Linked DNA regions of Capra hircus: region 2 is linked to region 1. A link is a contact called in public Hi-C data. All regions are on one chromosome and are shown on one strand. Each heading gives the region's core, a stretch centred on a gene start, on an enhancer-like site or on the middle of the called end of the contact. The rest is flanking DNA. Distances are from core to core; before and after follow the strand shown. Region 1 overlaps YWHAH (14-3-3 protein eta). Region 2 overlaps SFI1 (protein SFI1 homolog).

The links. A called contact is a pair of places that touch in the nucleus more often than the background predicts.
Region 2: a contact with region 1 is called in a Hi-C map of blood, with 4 times the contacts expected there. The contact joins two enhancer-like sites. A contact is called at or near these places in 2 of 5 Hi-C or Micro-C datasets (blood and liver).

The regions. Positions count from the first base shown.
Region 1 is chr17:822,648-827,524 of ARS1.2, reverse strand. It overlaps YWHAH (14-3-3 protein eta), which reads left to right. Exons shown (of 2, transcript XM_018060921.1): 2 at 2,603-4,051. The coding sequence ends at 3,256. Among named protein-coding and RNA genes, the nearest start is that of YWHAH, 8.1 kb to the left of the region's middle. Within about 2 kb of position 1,339, at least 3 of the 5 cell types and tissues checked have an H3K27ac peak or open chromatin away from gene starts, as enhancers often do.
Region 2 is chr17:1,053,000-1,058,371 of ARS1.2, reverse strand. All of the region lies in intron 8 of SFI1 (protein SFI1 homolog), which reads left to right. Among named protein-coding and RNA genes, the nearest start is that of SFI1, 36 kb to the left of the region's middle. Within about 2 kb of position 1,546, at least 1 of the 5 cell types and tissues checked has an H3K27ac peak or open chromatin away from gene starts, as enhancers often do.

The DNA of each region.
Region 1 (4,877 bases), core at 90-2,589:
CAATGGTGTCACAAGAAGATAAATGAATTCGTAACTGGCCAGGTCATTGGATGCTTTCAGAAATGCCATGTGGTCTGGAGCAGAAAGGGGTGAAGGGAGCTGGTGCAGCCAGAGGCTCCAGGGTGAGGACACACAGGAGCAGAATGACTGGCAGGGAGGCCGGTCCTCAAAGGAGGTGGGGGCAGAGCCTTCCCAAATGGGAAAGGTTCAGCAGTCTTAAGGTTTTCAGGAAGCATCTAAGTAGGATTACCTGGGGTGGGGAGTCGGGCAGGAGAACCAGACGGCAGAGGGGCAGTGAGCAGAGGTCGGGGAGTCCCTCAAAGCTGGCATGGCCATGTGAGGACCTAGTGTTGGGGGAGGCGCTGCATTGGGCACAGCTGGCATGTGATGGACATGAGAGTGTTGGGACCAGCATCAGAGGAGAAAGAAGGCTGAGAACCCTTGTCTAGGTCTCTCCTATCTTGGGAATTCCGTGTCTGCTCTTTCTGTTCCTGATGAGCTGTTTGGAAACTTGTGACCCTAGAGACGCAGGAAGTCATCTCTGCCGAATCCACAGGTGGCTGTCCCGCTGGGCTCGTGTGATGGTTGGTTGGGACCAGTTCCTACTTCTCTGCCCTGCATCACGTTGCCCTCAGGATCTGCCCCTCTTAGTGGGTGACCAGACTTGTCTTTAAGTATCCTGGCTCCTGTATTTTGGAAGTTGAAGTGTTGAGAATTCACACTAGCAGACATTAGCGAAGGTTATTTGCACTAAGTATCAATAGCCAAGACTGGCTGTAAATCTTGTTTTACAACAGGCCATCGGATTTCACTTCAGCCTATAATTTTCCAATCTGGGGAAAACTCCCAATTTTCTGTAGTCATCTGATCAAGTAATAAAACTATCTTCCTCCCATAAGTTTCCTTTTGTTAGCCAAGTTGTAATCCAGGAGTATTAAAAAACACTATATTTAAACATATGCAGTTGTTTCCTAGTTAGGCTTTGGCTGGGGTTCTGAGAACAATGCTTGTTTAGCTGTTAGTCACACTCAGCTGATGCCGATAGTGATTCATTCAGACTGGCAGGCGACCAGGTGATCGTTACATAAACACTGACACTCCTAGGCACTAGTGTTTCTTGTGAAGGCGTCATTACAAATATTGCCCAGTAGCCTTTTTTGGCGGTTTATTCTGGATGGAGAAAGGATCAGGCCTGTGGATTCCACAGATACACCCACGTTATAGTACCGACCTCAGGCCTTAACCACACCTGTTATTGTTGCTCAGGAAAAACAATCCTAGGATTTTAGAGCTGAAGAAATCCTTGGAGGTGGTTTGGGCTGGCTTCACTAATTTGACTTTTGATGCCCAGAAAAGTTGTGTTCTGTTGAAGGTCACACAACTAGCTCAGGCTGTGCTCCACATGTCTTAGGACTTTTCTGAATAATGATACTGCCTCTTGTACAAACACTGTGTGATATATAAATATTTCAGGTATGCACTCAATTTTAGTGATACACTCTGGGGATGTATCTTGAGGTTTCTTTGCAATAGTCCAACAAAAGCAGTTTTATTGGTCGCAGGATGAAGTATATTAGTGACTCCTTATGGATGTCACTTGCACTTCGGTATCAAGTGGCCTTAGTTGGGATTTGCTTACTGGAAGATCTGAGGAGCTTTCCAAATTCTGTTCTTGCCTCACATTTTGTTTTATGCAGTATTGTCCTAGAAAAGTGTCATTCTAAAGGATTCAGGCATTTTGAGATTTGTGATAGTATTTGAGATAGGATTCTGATTTATATGGGTTGCTTCCATACTTTACACTTGTGGTAAAGCGACATGAGTATGCGAGTGTTTAAAGGCAGTCCTTGGAGAACACCATTGGGTTCCAGGTCTTGAAGGACCCAGGAATGTGGATGAGTAGAGAATAGGGGATTACTTCAGACCTGTGTGGACACCACTCCTATCTGTGTGGTGGTACCGAGGAGCCCAGCTTGTGGGCAGCCCTCCTGGGGAATGTCGGGGAGTCTTGCAGCTGTGGAGCATGACATGTGGTTGGGTTGATGGACTGGGCAGAGGGGGAGACCATCCCCGGCCAAGGGCTTGTAGCAGAAGAGGAAGAGTCCTGGGGATGGGGACATGGGGGAAATTAGAAGAGGGAGGGTGTTTATATTCTGTCTGGGATTTATTGAGGAGGGAAGTGGTGATAGACAATTGCTTGTTTCACTTTTTAAGAACTTGGCACAAGGCCTGAATTGTGAATCTCTCAAAGTTCTTAATGCTAATATCTTTGAGTTGGTATCTGCTTCTTCTGTTAGACTGTAGTCTCCGTTGAGATAGGGTCCTTGTCCAATTGGTTTTTCTTGAGTGGCTTCTCTGTAATCCTGTTTCATTTTGGACATTTTTTGTCCATACTGTGCGGCATGTGGCATCTTAGTTCCCTGACCAAGGGATTGAACCCGTGCCCCCTGCATTGGGAGCATGGAATCTTAACAATGGGATCACCAGGGAAGTACCACATAATCCTGTTTTTCAGGAGGCTTGTTGACGGGGTTGAAGGGAAGATCTCTCTCCCAGGGTTTTGAACTTGGGTCTCAGTGTTTATCTTTTGGGGATGTTGCAGGTGACTGAGCTCAATGAACCTCTCTCCAACGAAGACCGAAACCTCCTCTCCGTGGCCTACAAGAACGTGGTTGGTGCCCGGCGGTCTTCCTGGAGAGTCATCAGCAGCATCGAGCAGAAGACCATGGCCGACGGGAATGAGAAGAAGCTGGAGAAGGTGAAGGCCTACCGGGAGAAGATTGAGAAGGAGCTGGAGACGGTGTGCAACGACGTGCTGGCGCTGCTGGACAGGTTCCTCATCAAGAACTGCAATGACTTCCAGTACGAGAGCAAGGTCTTCTACCTGAAGATGAAGGGCGACTACTACCGCTACCTGGCCGAGGTGGCTGCTGGCGAGAAGAAGAGCAGCGTGGTGGAGGCCTCGGAGGCGGCCTACAAGGAAGCCTTCGAGATTAGCAAGGAGCACATGCAGCCCACACACCCCATCCGGCTGGGCCTGGCCCTCAACTTCTCCGTGTTCTACTACGAGATCCAGAATGCGCCCGAGCAGGCCTGCCTCCTCGCCAAACAAGCCTTCGACGACGCCATAGCCGAGCTGGACACACTAAACGAGGATTCCTATAAGGACTCCACGCTCATCATGCAGCTGCTGCGAGACAACCTCACCCTCTGGACGAGCGACCAGCAGGACGAGGAAGCTGGAGAAGGCAACTGAGCGCCTTGGCCCGCCCCGCCCCCGCCCCGTCACCACCAGTCCCCTCTCGCCACACTCACTAAGTATCCAGTGCTCAACCTATCTGTACGGCAGCACAGCTACTCAGACCTGCTCTCCGCCCCCCGGGAAGCAGTTCCAGATAAATTAATTCATGGGCATTGCTGGACGGACGGTTGCTTTGAGCCCACAGGAGCTCCCTTTTTGGATTGTGCAGACAGGTGCGTTCTGAAGGAGGCATTTTCGTTTGCTTGCCTGTCTAGGTGAATTGCAGGCGAAAGCCTCAGAAAGTTAGAGAGGAGAATTAGCCACACAGGCTACAGTTGGTATTTAAATGGTCCACTTCAAACCAGCTGCTAGTGTTTTGTTAAAGCAGTACATCTGTGCATGCGAAAGTGAATTCACCCCTCCCTCTTCTTTCTTAGCTAATGGAAAACCATTAAGGGAAGCCTGGACGAGAGACCACTTGCTCCTTTCCATCAGCTTAATAATAAACTTTAACGTGAGGTTTCAGTAGCACCTTGTTCGCCTCTTTAAATTATGACGTGCACAAACCTTCTTTTCAATGCAATGCATCTAAAGTTTTGATACCTGTAACTTTTTTTTTTTTGGTTGCAATTGTTTAAGAATCATGGATTTATTTTTTGTAACTCTTTGGCTATCGTCCTTGTGTATCCTGACAGCACCACGTGTGTCAGCCCATGTCAATCAAGATGGGTGATTATGAAATGCCAGACTCCTAAATTAAATGTTTTGGAATTCAGTGGGTAAATAAAAATGCTGCTTTGGGGAATATTACCTCTACGCGTATGGTCTTCATTTCTCTCACTCTTGAAGAGCTGTCGGCTGTCAGAGCTCCCAGCTCTGAATCCTGAGTTGATCTCTCCAAACTCCAAAGCATTTCTGGAATAGGGAGTCTGTGCCCTCTGATTCCATCACAGGTTTTGCAGCATACACATAAGACTCATGAATTTTAAGTAGTTTTCTCTGAACCCAGCTAATGTGGCCTCTCTGGTCCCCTCTTCCTGTTGCTGATTCCTTTAAAGGGAAGACCCTAGTGCGTCTTCTGAGGCACAGCCCCTCTGGAAGGTGGCTCTGTGTCTGACTTCAAGGGTGTAGCTCCAGCCACCCCACAGAATGTTGGTTGCCTTTTAACACACAAAGTAGGTACATGTTCACCATTTTTCTTAATATTTTTTATGTAGTACATGGAATAAAATGTTAATTAGGGACACAGCTTGGATACCCAATACAATCTTTAGCAGTCATTACTAAGAAAGCTCTGAGTATTCTTTAAAGTGGGGTAACAGAACTCCCTCTGAGTTTTAAGAACAAGAAAGGCCTGGTCCCTAGTGTACTCCCCGCACCCCTCCTCCCCCTGCCCATCTGCCTCCTCCCCAGGCCACTCCTGAAGCCTTATGTCACCAGCTGGACCCTTGAACTCCAGCCCCTTAATGATTTCTGGCACCACCAGCCTGGTACTCGGGCCTGGATATGCTTGTCGAGCGGGTTGGTTCCATTACACGAAGGCCCTAAGCACCTTAGGGCCTTCTGACTGAAGCTTACCACTAGGCTGGTGAGGATGGCATGGCCAGTCTCTGTCCTTGGTCCTGTGTTGTGGTGG
Region 2 (5,372 bases), core at 297-2,796, 230 kb before region 1:
GGGGCTTCAGTGTTTGTGGTGCACAAGCTTAGTCTCCCTGCGGCGTGTGGAATCTTCCCAGACCACAGAGCAAACCTGGGTCCCCGGCATTGGCAGGATTCTCTACCATGGGACCACCAGGGAAGCATGCCCCACCCCAGTAACTTTCTATTAGACAACATTTTGCGTCATCTCTGCAAGTATATGCAATATGTGGAGATCGTGTGCAAACAGTGTAGGTCGGGGGTCAGCCCGCTCGGCCATGGATCAGGTTTGGCCAGCTGCCTGTTATAAAATTTTAACTGGGATGCAGTTACACCTGTCCATTTATGTATTGTCTAAGCTGCTGTCAGGCTACAACGACAGAATTGAGTAGTTGCAACAGAGACCACATGGTCTGCAAAGCCTAAAATAGTTATTATCTCACCCTTTAAGAGAAAAATTTGTTGGCCTCTGAATTCACAAGGTCTTCTGAAGCAATGGACAGAGGAGCCTGGCAGGCTACAGTCCATTGGGTCACAAAGAGTTGGACACGACTGAGCGACTTCACTTCACTTCACTTCTGAAGCAATAGGAAGGAAGTAGACTTAGTTGTTACCAGTGATAATGTGGTAACAAGAACAGTAGGAGCAGTAATGGTGTTTTTGTGGTCTTACTGTCCTGCTGCTGCTGCTAAGTCGCTTCAGTCATGTCCGACTCTGTGCAGCCCCAGAGACGGCAGCCCCCCAGGCTTCCCCGTCCCTGGGATTCTCCAGGCAAGAACACTGGAGTGGGTTGCCATTTCCTTCTCCAAGATGCTGGACTAAGGCCCTTACATGTGTTATCGCAATTTTCAAAATTATTTTTAAAAGCCCATATTATTATTACTTTGCTAACAGAGGTCCATCTAGTCAAAGCTATGGTTTTTCCAGTGGTCATGTATGCATGTGAGAGTTGGACTACAAAGAAAGCTGAGTGCCAAAGAATTGATGCTTTTGAACTATGGTGTTAGAGAAGACTCTTGAGAGTCCCTTGGACTGCAAGGAGATCAAGCCGGTCCTAAAGGAAATCAGTCCTGAATATTCATTGAAGAACTGATGCTGAAGCTCTAATACTTTGCCACCTGATATGAAGAACTGACTCCTTGGCAAAGACCTTGATGCTGGAAAAGATTGAGGGCAGGGGGAGAAGGGGACAACAGAGGATGAGATGGTGGGATGGCATCACCAACTCAATGGACATGGGTTTGAGTTGGTGATGGACAGGGAAGGCTGGGGTGCTGCAGCCCATGGAGTCGCAAAGAGTCGGACACAACTGAGCGACTGAACTGAACCGATTATTACAGGTTAAATAACCCCGATACCTGGCCCTGACCTTTGTCGTGCAGCTGGCAAAGGTCAGGGGCAGCATTTGAACCCAAGCAGCCTGAAAAGTGCAGAGTCGTCCCTTGACCATCCTGCTGCCTTATCCTTGTGGACTGGTGCTCTCGGGAGGGAGAGGGATCCAGGTGAAAAAGCTGAAGCGCAGGAACGGAAGGAGGCTGGTTTTCCGCCACTGCGGGGCTCGGGCTGTGTGGGTGCGTGTCCCTCTCAGCCAGCCCTTTGAGAGCCTGCAGACTCGTCCTGCTGCTGCCATTGTTGCTCAGCATGCGCTTAGAATTCCTGTTTGGCTTTTGCCCTCAGAGCTTGCAACAGCGGCTTTGAATGACTGTCTTCAGTGATAGGTTTTCATGATTTGAGGTTGGATTTAACTTATAAGACAAAAGTCATTCAGAATCAAATCCAATGAAAAACATGAGCAATAAGAAAGCGCTGATATGGACCGAAAGCTTTGTGAGACTCTTAAGACAAATTTTATGCTGCAGATTATAAATAAAATCCTTGTGTCTGGTAAGTACTGTATGATTTACCAGGAACCTCAAGTCATTCCTCTCAATCCTCACATCTCTGAACTAGTCAGGACAGACATCATGACATATGAAATTATAAAAAATGAAGTTTAAACATAAAAACATGAAATATGAAACACTTGTTAAAAATATTAACAAGAATCTTCCCTGGTGGTCTCATGGTTAAGATTTCACTTTTCAGTGCAGGTCCAATCCCTGGTCCAGGAGATAAGATCCCTCAGGCCTCACAGTCAAAAATCCAAAACATAAAACCAAAGCAATATTATAATAAGTCAGAGAAGACTGTAAAAATGGCCCACAACAGAAAAATTAAAAAAAACTTTAACAGATATCCACATCTCCAACATACAGAATTAAAAGCTGTTAGCATTTTTCCATCCTGGCCCCAGAATTTGATGTAATTTAATGTAGTTAAATTCACATTTCAAGCCCTATCCATCCTTCCTTCTGCCACCTTTCCTCCTTAGAGATAACTCCACCCTGATGTTGAAATCCTTATTCTCTTATATTCTTTTGCACTTGTAAAAGTGTATGTATACATGTACGTTGAGAATAAATGTTCTGGCTTTGTGTTGTTAGGAAATTTATAAATGGCATCATACTTTACTTTGCAGCTTGCTGCTTTTTTTTTTAATGCTGCAGTGTATTTTTGAGGTTTATTCATGTTGATACAGAGATCTGTTAACTGCATACATTCAGCCATTTTGCTGAGTAAGACTCAGTTTATCTGCTCACTGCTGCTAAACTGTTATTTCTTCCTGATTACCTTTTTTTTTTTTTAAAGATTACAAAGTGTTGCAGAAAGCATTCTTTTTTAAATTAGCTTACTTTTGGTTGAGCTGGGTCTTTGTTGCTGCCGCAGGCTTCTCTAGCTGTGAGCTGGGGCTGCTCTCTCTGAGAGTCTCCATGCGTGTGCTTCTGATTGCGGTGGTTTCTCTTGCTGCGGACCACAGGCTCCAGGGTGCGTGGGCTTCAGTAATCGCAGCGTATGGGCTCAGTAGTTGTAGCTTGCGGGTTTAGTTGCTACGTGGCATGTGGGATCTTCCTGGACCAAGGGTCGAACCTGTATCTCCTGCATTAGCAGGCAGAGTCTTTACCATTGAGCCACCAGGGAAGCCGCCTCGGAGAGCATTCTTAAACACACATCCCTATATGAGAGTCTGAGGGTTTCTCGTTCCTGGAAGTGAAGCTGTTGGGTCTTTGGGTATCATCTCGTCATCCTTATCCAACATCACCCATTTGCTCTCCACCGCTGTGCCAGTTTACATGCTAAAATTGTTGTTCTGGTTTCTTTGGGACTCATCAGCACTTTGCATTGCCAGACTGGGTCATTTTCACCAATGTGATATGTGTGAGGTGGTTCTTCATTGTTGCTTTAGTTTACGTTTCACGGATTCCTAGCGAACCCCAGTATCTTTTCTGATGCCTGATTGTCATTGGGTTTCTGGTTTTGAGCTTGTTACCGTCCCTCACTCCTTTTTTCTGTTGGGTTATTTAGCTTTTTCTGCTCCGTGCACATGGTCATAGATTTGGCTTACTAATCTTTTGAACTATTAGGTGCACTAACTATTAGGTTTTATAGCTTGTTTACTTTTTCATTTATTCGCTTTGTTTATGGTGCCTTTTTTTTCATACAAGTGTTTTCTTAAATTATGTATGTATTTTACTGTGATGCGGGTTTGTGGCTGAGTGGGGTCTTCTCCAGTTATGGCGCGAGGGCTTCTCATTGTGGCTTCTGTTGTTACAGAGCATGGGCTCTCGGGAGCATGGCCTTCAGCGGTTGTGGCCCCCGGGCTCGAGAGCACAGGCTCGGCAGTCACAGTGCACGGGCTTAGTTGCTCCGTGGCACAGGGATCCTCCTGGATCCGGGATCAAACCTGCGTCTCCTACAGGTGGATTCTTTACCATGGACCCACTAGGGAAGACCCCCGCACAAGTGCTGTGAATTTCACTGTAGCCTAACTTACATTTTTATAAGTTGTGTGAGACAGGATCTTAGTTTGTCATTTTCCTTATGGGTAATTAATTTCCGCAACACTCTTTACTGAGTAGTTCATCTTTTATCTTTTTTATACTGATCATTAGTCCACTTCCATTTGGGGCAAGGTCCCATTTGTTCAAGGGTCTGTTCTGGGCTCTCTGGTCCATTGGTGTAGCTGTCTATCTCTAAGCCAGTATCACACTATTTTAATTATGATCCAACGAAGCAGGTAAGAAAGAACAAAGGTTCTCTCGTCAGAATACCTGGGTGGAAATTCTGCTGCCGTCACCTGTTAGCTTCCTGCCCTTTTAAAATGAGTTATCTAATCTCCATGTACCTTACATTACTTATTTATAAGTAAGTAATAGTGTTGGCTTCCCAGCCCAGTGGTAAAGAATCTGCCTGCCAATGCAGGAGATATAGGTTCAAACCCTGTGTCAGGAAGATCCCCTGGAGAGGAAATGGCAACCCACTCCAGTATCCTTGCCTGGAGAATCCCATGGACAGAGGAGCCTGGCGGGCTACAGTCCATGGGGTCGAAAAGAGTTGGACATTACTGAACGACTGATCATGCATGCAAATAATAATGGTACGACCTCACAGGGCTGTTGAGGATTAAGTGTGATGAGGCATGTAATACGGTTAGAATGATGCTTGGAATATGGAATCCTCAGTAAATGCTAACTGTTTATTACCACTACTGATCTTGCCGTATAGCTCTTAAGTCTTCATATGTGGAAAGAGATCTTCTTTACTCTTGTTCTTTTTCAAAATTGCCATGGCAGTTCTTCCTTACTCTTTAATTTCAGTATCAACTCATCAAGTTCCACAACAAAGCCTACTTGGATTTTTATCGCAATACACTGACTTTTCATACTAGATTGGAGAAAGTTGTTTAAGATAGTCTCCCCACCTGTGAGCCTGATGTAGCTCATGATATATTGATAAGTGTGAGAGGGAGAGTAGGAAAGGTTAGGTGTAACAAGGCAGGCCGAGTAAGGCTGTGCCCGCAAAGGCTTTGCAGGCTCTTTTTCCAGGGGGAGGGGCAAGCTCCTGGCTTGGTGTAGAGAAGAGATATGATCACACTTCCGTCTTAACAGGCTCCCTCTGGTTCATTGAGTGCTGCCTTTTGGGGAAGAAAGGGAAGAGAGAGTGTGTGTTTTCTTATATTTTCAAGAAGAAATAATGGAAATATAAACCAAAAACGGAAGAGTTGTTACCTATGAGGGAAGGGAGGGAACATATAGGAACAAAATGTCAATGAATTTGCTTTGTTACACAGTTTTAAGTTTGCAACCATGTAAGTATTTTATATAATTAAAAAAGAAAAGTAAATCAAGAAGTAAAAGAACCAGGCCCTAGGATTTTAGAGCACACTGAAAACAAATATATCAAGTTTGTAGCAAGGACTACAAAGAGAAAAGAATTAAAATATGATACTTTGACTCTTCATTCCTAGCTGGGAGTATTCTAAGGACACAGAGAGCTAAGAGCTCTAAATTGCTTTCAGTGGTCTTATTGTTA